Regions from separate parts of the Mus musculus genome. Here region 2 is linked to region 1. The links are chromatin contacts, called in public HiChIP or PLAC-seq maps. All regions are on one chromosome and are shown on one strand. The core of a region is the stretch at or near the end of the contact, and the rest is flanking DNA. Distances in the headings are between cores, read along the strand shown. Region 1 holds the start of Pus1 (pseudouridine synthase 1). Region 2 has its middle 37 kb from the start of Pitpnb.

What was found. HiChIP or PLAC-seq counts read pairs in DNA pulled down with a chosen protein or histone mark.
Region 2: an H3K4me3 HiChIP or PLAC-seq map of embryonic limb bud shows a contact between it and region 1, with 6 times the contacts expected there. The contact joins the enhancer-like site here to the promoter of Pus1 in region 1. A contact is called at or near these places in 8 of 39 promoter capture datasets (the C10 cell line, cranial neural crest, frontonasal cranial neural crest and 5 more), 12 of 115 datasets of contacts at active chromatin or transcription factors (the NIH/3T3 cell line, bone marrow-derived macrophages, embryonic basal ganglia and 9 more) and 2 of 9 other capture datasets (adipose tissue and liver).

What each region holds. Positions count from the first base shown.
Region 1 is chr5:110,778,134-110,782,140 of GRCm38.p6, reverse strand. Pus1 (pseudouridine synthase 1) reads left to right here and starts at 1,545. Exons shown (of 6, transcript NM_019700.4): 1 at 1,545-1,901; 2 at 2,244-2,454. The coding sequence starts at 1,822. Gm26515 (a long non-coding RNA gene) reads right to left here and starts at 2,248. Exons shown (of 2, transcript XR_389515.4): 1 at 1,986-2,248; 2 at 1,077-1,635. Gm15559 (predicted gene 15559) reads right to left here. Exons shown (of 2, transcript NR_152254.1): 2 at 2,881-4,007.
Region 2 is chr5:111,291,501-111,295,495 of GRCm38.p6, reverse strand. No RefSeq gene overlaps it. Among named protein-coding and RNA genes, the nearest start is that of Pitpnb, 37 kb to the left of the region's middle. Within about 2 kb of position 1,760, at least 7 of the 459 cell types and tissues checked have an H3K27ac peak or open chromatin away from gene starts, as enhancers often do. A contact at or near this core is called in embryonic limb bud, where this site is marked.

The DNA of each region.
Region 1 (4,007 bases), core at 296-2,795:
CATGGTTGCTTCCATGACACGCTCATATCAAAGGGAGAGGCCACACCTAGACAGCAGACACACACATCAAGGCTTTCTGTAGCAAGGTGAAGGAAGAGATACTGGGGTGGAAGGACTTTCCGTGGGGGCCCTTCCCCAGTACGTGCGGAACCAGGGTGGAGTGAACTATCTGGAAGTCTTCAGCACAGGCAGTTCCTTCTTCCTGTTAGCCCTTCTTCCCCAGGTCCCTTTGTGAGGCTTTGCCTCCCAACGCCCAGTGGGATCCCAATTGAATAGGGATCACAGCCAAGACCCATAAGGCTACTGATTCCTGGTTTTGTTTCTACTACTTTCTGTTACCAGACATCCCTGTGGTTTCCCTAACTGTAGACTCCAGAAGTGTCAATGCTGGCCCCTATTACTCTACCTATAGGAAGGAGCAGGTTCTGAGCTAGGTTGGCCACACTGTGGCACACTGCTGCCCCTGGGCCTTTGCACTGGTCCCTAGTCCCCTTGGATTATGTTTTTCCCCCTGCATACACATGAGGCTCCCTATCCCATTTCAAGCTGTGGTCACCTCAAGTCATGGTCCTCAGAAGTGTCCAGCCCAGTTCCCCAAGTCTCCGTGTGTGGCTTTAAACCTAATGAAGCCAAGAGTCTGAGCAGGGGAGTATCCCGGGTCAGCCAGATGGGTGTAGGAAGGACGAGCGGCTGCAAGGATGGAAGCAGGGATTGGCAAAACTCCTCATCTCTGGAAGAGTGACAAAGGTACATACATTCTCAAAGGTGAGAATGCTCAGGGTGAATCAGACAGCCTGAAAATGGGGGGAATGAAGTCACAGAGAAGGAACTGGGGCTTAGGTGCCCATGGCTGCATGTCCAGGTTTCATGTTGTTTGTGCATCACTCTTTGGCAAAATTAGAAAAATAAGAGTAACGTGTGAAGTCAGATGTGGTGACTCACATTTGTAATCCCAGCTCTTGGGAGGCTGAGGCTGGAGGGTTGCCAAAAGTTGGAGGACAGGAGCTGTGTATGGTGGTACACACCTTTAATCCCAGCATCTGGGAGGATATATACGAGAGAGATTTCCAGGCGGGTCAGGGCTACATAATGAGAAGGTTTTATGTCATTAAACACAACAGCGTCCGGAAATTGGAGCAGCTTCTGGAAATAACAAATGCTGGGAAACTTGATGGTCCACACACCACAAAGCCAGTGGTGTAACTGCGAGAGCATCTGTGACCTCCCAATGCCAGGGTTGGTGCCATGGGCCAGGCAAGGGCCTGCTCAGTAGCACTGAGTCGGTGCTGGGACTATCTATGCATCTGCAGTTATTACCTGCTGAGTGGCTCCCTGGTGCATTCCTAACCTGCACATTTTAATGAGGTTGTTTCACTTTTCAAGCCACGCCGACGTAGAGCCTTTCCCCTCTCTGGAAAACGGCATCTAGACTGGCTTGGATCCTGGTGGGAAGCCCCACCCACTGGGTCCACCCCGCTAGGCGCGTCCCAGAAAGACTTTTGTCCGCCTTCGGCCGCCTTCCAACGTTGCCCGCTTCCGCCTTCGTGCACGTGGTCAGCTTCGGGGGTTCCGCGGCGCCGTGAGTGGGTCCGGCGGGACTTTCCTCCCTCCTCGAGCGCGCCGGCTGCGCGATCTCTAAGGACGGGGTGGTGGTGTTGGATGGGGGTGGGCAGGGGCTGCGGGGGTCACAGGTCAGCCTAGGATCTGGGGCGCCGCAGGGTCAGAGCCAAGACATCTGGAAGACAGGGCAGGGATTTCGGGGCTGCAGAGTTCGGAGGGGATCGCTGAGGTCCGGGGTCGGTGCCCGCCACCCCGCAGCGCATGGGCTTCCCCCGCCTGTGGGCCGCACTGCTGAGAAACTGGGGACGGTGGACGGCGCGCCCAGGCCCGCGCGTGCCCGGGTAAAGACTTCCGCGACCTCTGTACTGAGACCTCTGTACTGAGAACCCAAGACTGTCCTGAGCTGTCTGCCTCTCCTTGCTTACCTGTGTCTTGTTTCCATCGCTGCCTTGTACTGCCCCGCCAGAGCACTGCCTCCCTGTGTGTCCAGTTCAAACTCCGCCCGAGTTGCCGCTGTTGTCCAACCTCAGTCACTCTTGTCATTGATGAACCAGGCTGGTTGGTTTGTCTTTGGGCAAGGTCTTTCAGAGACCGCTGAGGCAGGCAGAGCAGGGTTCTGTTTTTTTTTTTTTTTTTTTTAAACCGCTTTTACCACCTTGGTCACTCATGCCTGTTTTTCTCAGCCTGCCGCCTATGGCTGGAAACAAGGTGCCACCAGCGCTGGCCTCACACCAACCGGACAGGAAGGGCCGAGGTGGCTGGGTCTGGGAGGAGACGGAGCATCCTGCAAAGAGGGTCAAGGGCGGCGAGGATGAAGAGCCCCCACGCAAGCTGCCAAAGCGAAAAATTGTGCTGCTCATGGCCTACTCGGGCAAGGGCTACCACGGCATGCAGGTGAGGAGGGCTGCGGCTAGAAGCCCCTACCTGAGGCAGCCCTTGGTTCCCTGATGCTACTCAGAGCCAGGCCCATCCCAGGAAACAGTAAAAAAAAAAACAAAAACAAGCAAAACAAAAACCAAAAATCCACAGAATCCTCCGTAAGAGGTTTGGGTGGTTTTCTTCCACTATGGGAGCTGATTCACATGTGACCTTGGGAGCAGTGAGTCTTCATTGTTAGGGTGCTGCCTGCACAGTACCTGGGGAACTGTGTGACATGGGCAGATTTACTGAATGTGGGGACCAGATTGCTGCCAGGTGCTACCTGTTCAGCATCCTGAGGGGCCAGGGGCAAGCTAGGTTCTCTCTCTTATGAAAGCATCCTTCCCACCCCCAGTGTGGGTAGAATCTTGTTCATTCTTGTCACCTCTGCTGTTGACATTTCCTTTTAAAAAAAAAATTGGATATTTTATTTACATTTCAAATGTTATCCCCTTTCCCTGTTTTCCCCACTCCCGGAAACCCCTATCCCATCCCCCCTGCTTCTATGAGGGTGTTCCTCCACCCATCCCACTCCCACCTCCCTGCCCTCGATTCCCCTACACTGGACTGGAGCATCTATCTAGCCTTCATAGGACCGAGGACCTTTCTTCTCATTAATGTCTGACAAGGCCACCCTCTGCTACATATGCAGCTGGAGACATGTGTACTCCTTGGTTGATGGCTTAGTCCCTGGGAGCTCCAGGAGGTCTGGTTGGCTAATATTGTTCTTCCTATGGGGTTGCAAACCCCTTCAACTCCATTGTTTGAATTTGTAATTTTCTCTAAGACAAATTTGAACCTTTTAATTTCTTCGGTGTATATGGGTGGTTTGCCTGCCTGCTTGTCTGTGTGCTGTGTGCACGTTCTGCTCACAGGCCAGGAGAGGGTGTACCATCCCCTGGGGCTGGAGTGACAGGCATTTGTGAGCTGCCATCTGGGTGCTGAGAATCAAGTCCAGTCCTCTAGAAGAGCTGCCAGTGCTCTTAACTGCTGAGCCGTCTCTCTGGTCACTTTCCCCACTTTTTAAAACCTTGATCTTGAGCCACAGGGTGGAGTTCGTTGCTGTGAGGTGTCCAACCAGAACAGTGGCTCCGGAACGGAGTCTGACCAGACATTATGGTGACTTTGAGAATGAATGACAGCGGTGTCATGTAGCCCGACTGGGATGGTGCTGCATAGCCGGTCTTCCTGGCATCCGGGAAGTTGCTGCAGGAGGATTGCCAAGTTCAAGGATAGTCTGGGCTACAGTCAGGCTTTGTCCCTCTCCAGTGAGAAACACATAGGCTTCAGCAGTGAAACTCAGCGTGCCTTCGGGCTGGACAGGGCTTTCACGTGGCCTAGGCTGTGGCATTCCTGAGGAAGCGCAGACTGCACTGCTTCTGGGGCGACTGGTCTGCTTTTGGGGAGTGGTTCTGACAGTGCGAGTTTTTTGTTTTTTTTAAAGGCTCTCTTTTCTCAGTAAATATCCTGTTTATCTCTCTTTACCCACTTGAGGTATGACAGAGATGCCCGTCTCACGTTGCTAAGTG
Region 2 (3,995 bases), core at 511-3,010, 510 kb before region 1:
CCCAGTTTTCCTAGCAAGTATTTTCGCGTCTTTATGAGAGATCAAGTAGCTGTATCTGTGTTTTGTGTCTGGATCTTCCGTTCTGTTGCACTGGTCGGTCAGTCAGTTAGTCTGGGCGCCAGTACTATGCTGATTTTGTTACTGAGGCACTGAGGTTCATCTTAAAGTCAGCCATCTTTTAATCCTGGGGTGATGTCTGTCCTTGATGCTAAGGTGTGTTTTTTGGCTGCAGCAGCAGGATGGCTTCTGTCTTTGTATCCATACTGCTAACCATTGATACTGAGAGAGATCAATGAGCAGTATTTATTGATTCCTATTATTTTGGTGTGTGTGTATATGTGCACGATCAAGGGCACGTTTGTATTTGGGTGTGTTTAGCCTCTTTAGGTTGAAATTTTCCTCTAGTCCCTTCTGTAGTGCAGGATTTATCATTTTTTTTTTAAAAAAAAATCTTGGAATGTCTTATTTTCTCCATTTATAGTGATTGAATATTTTACTGGTTATAGTAGTCTGCGCTGGCATCTGTGGTCTCTTAAGAGTCTGTAGTACACCTCTAGGCCCTTCTGGCTTTCAGAGTCTCCACTGAGAAGTTGTTATTCCAATAAGCCCAACTTTGTATATTGCTTGATCTTTTCCCCTTGCATCTTTTGATCCCCTTGCTTTGTTTTGTACGTTTACTGTTTTGATTGTTATGCCCCAAGGGAACTTCTTTTATCTTCTCCTGTCACCTTTTCCCTTGCCTTATTTGCTAGGTTTTACTTACAACACCATCTTCTGTCAGCGAATGTGTTGATACCTAAGAATGTTTCCTTTTTCCTAATTCCCTGTCAGTCCTATTTTACAGTTACATTGTTGGTTCAAAAAAGAAAATAGCTGTGTTCCTGAAAGCTTCGTCCAGGGGCTAAAGAGCCAGGTGGCTCGGTGACTAGGGGCACAGGCTGCTCTTACAGAGGACCTGGACTTGACTCCCAGCACCTACTTGGTGGTACATAACTATTTGTAACTCTGGTCTCGGGGAACCTGACACCCTCTTTTTACCTCTGTGTGCACTGCAGGCACATGGTGCACAGAGATACTTGTAGGCAGAACCTATACACATAAAATCAATTAAAAAAAAAGTCTGACTTGGGCAAGACCCTGCCTGGCAGAGCAGAACTAAAATTTATCCCCATCCTGGTGTCTCAAAGGGCTGGCCATGAGCTCTGCTTCTATGAGTCGATTCAGAAGTTTTTTTTTTTTTTTTTTTTTAAAGATTTATTTATTTATTTATTTATTATATGTAAGTACACTGTAGCTGTCTTCAGACACACCAGAAGAGGGCATCAGATCTCATTACGGGTGGTTGTGAGCCACCATGTGGTTGCTGGGATTTGAACTTCGGACCTTCAGAAGAGCAGTCGGGTGCTCTTACCCACTGAGCCATCTCACCAGCCCCAGAAGTTTTTATTTAATATAACTGTATTGAGGATATTTATGCAGCGGGGAGTATTATCCCCTGAAGCCCAAATGTACAATTGCTACCAATGTAATAACTCCGCTGGCCTGGGTGAGGTCACCCGAGGCATAAAGATCCGCCTAGATGATACCACGTCCCTTTAGTGTGTTTGGACCAGATGTTTGGCCTAGTTCTCTGGAAAGGACAGAAGGCTTTCGTTCCCTCTCTGCTTGCAGTCCTGCCGGAGGCTGCATGCCTGAGAAAGCAGAGAGCATCCAGGGAGAAGACACCACACTGTGGTGCTAAAAAGCATAAATATCTGGTGGTAAAGAGTATGCGGGAAGCTTCCTGCTCAGCAGGTATCCTGTGCAGCCTGCCTGAGGCTCTGCACTGTGGGTCTGGGCACTCAATTCTACTACAGCTGTGGCAGCCAGTTACAGCTGTAATTAGTGCCTTAAAATGTTATAGGCCTGTTTGCCATCAGGAAGTGGGGCAGGGGATTCAGTTCAAGGCTAGCCTGGGCTACATGAGACCTTGCCTCAAAAGAAAAATGTAAGGGAGGGAGGGGGACAGAGGGGAGAGTAAGGAAGCATCCTGAGAGGCATGCTTCACACATTCTGCACTGCTGTCGCTGGGCAGGCTTTGGTTTTCAGTACAGTCACACTGTGAAGTGCACAGCAAACTTTATGTGCTCGGCCCTAGCAACACCCACCAGTCAATGCTTTTAGGTTTCTATATCTGAGGACATTTATAGATGATCCTTTAAGGCCAGCACTCTGACCCCTTTGGAATATCAGCATGTATGTTCGCCAGCATGTCAGTAACGCACACATCCATTTCAAAGTTGTCTTTGCTTTTTTTCTTTTCTGTTGGCATTTGTTTTGAGACAGGGTCTCATATAGCTCTATGTTAACAAGGCTGGCTTTGAACTTCTAATCTTGTCTCTACTTTCCAGTGCTGGGATTACAGGCAGTGCTACCATGCCATACTGTTTTCTTATGGGGCAGGGGCAGTGGACAGAGTACTTGCTGCTCTCGCAGATGACCCAAGTTCAGTTCCCAGTACCCATGTTAGATGGCTCACACTGCCTGTCACTTTAGCTCCAGGGGATCCAACACCCAACACCCAACACCCTCTTCTCTCCTCCACAGGCAATGCCATCTATTTTTTCTTAGATATTATCTTTATATACATTTCAAATGCTAACTTTTTTTTTTAATCTACAAAAAAGGGCAGGGTTTTCAAGGCCATTATTTCTGTTTGTAATAGCATGGGTCTCTCCTTTTTTTACACTTTCTACTTTTGGGGGGACAATTTGAACATGATATTTTACTTTTTTTGTTTGTTTGTTTTTTTTCGAGACAGGGGTTCTCTGTGTAGCCCTGGCTGTCCTGGAACTCACTCTGTAGACCAGGCTGGCCTCGAACTCAGAAATCTGCCTGCCTCTGCCTCTCAAGTGCTGGGATTAAAGGCATGCACCACCACGCCTGGCGATACCTTATTTTTATATTTTCTAAATAATAGGAAAGACAGAGCATCTGGCTCTTGGATGGCATCTGGCCTTTAGTTTTAGAAACTGTCGGCTGAGCTGAGGGTGGGCGCCCACAACTGCCCTTTGTCCCTGGCTTCGCCTCCTCTAGTTTGGATCTTTCACATCTTTTCTAGATGAAGATTAGTTGCCGAATGGCCACCCTTTTCATCAGGAAACAGCTGGGGCGTGAGAGCAAGCAGGACTGTAAGGTGCTTAGTGACACTGCTGTGATTCTGTCCCCAACATCCCCTCATGGCTGTCTGGTGCCGAGGTGGGAGAGAGTGTCTGGATCCTTCCTGTGCCCTCAACGTGATGCTCCTCCCCAGAGGCTCAGGGCAGCAGCCAGCCAAAGATTGGAACTCACCTGAAAGACGAAATTGCCTGTTCTCTTTGTAAAAGGATCTCTCCCCCCCCCCCTCTCTCTCTCTCTCCCTCTCCCTCTCCCTCTCCCTCTCTCTCTCTCTCTCTTACAGTATCAGCAAGCTAGCAAGATGTCACACATCTGCCAGTGTCCTACTGTGCCTTGAGCTCAGCCTCTGTAGCTGCTGTGCCTCCTCCTCCTCCTCCTCTCTCTTCGGGAGCTATGCTTCTGCCTCCTGGCTGCCTTCCAGTTTGACCATGCGAGGACTTTGCGTTTCTCCTATGCAGTGTCTCATGTTCAATGCACATGAGCATTTCTGGGCATGCGTGCTCCTCGTATGGCTTCTGACGTATCTCTGGTTACAGCGCCCCTCCTGCCCATCCCATCAGCCCTGTGCTTCTGACAGCCCGAGCTGTTCTGAGCTGCAGCCTCTGCTGCTTTCTTGATTCAGCCTTGCCTGTCTGAGTGTCTCCTCTGATTTCCCGACTTGCCTTCCCAACTTCTTGTGCCCAGAGTTGACCCATGTCGCTCGCAGCTTAGAGCTGCAGCCTCCTCCGGGGTTGTGGATTCTTGCAATTACATATAGAACTTTTAAAAAGGATTCATGTATGTATGTATGGGTACTTTGCATGTACATCTGCACAACAGAAGATGGCATCAGATAGTTG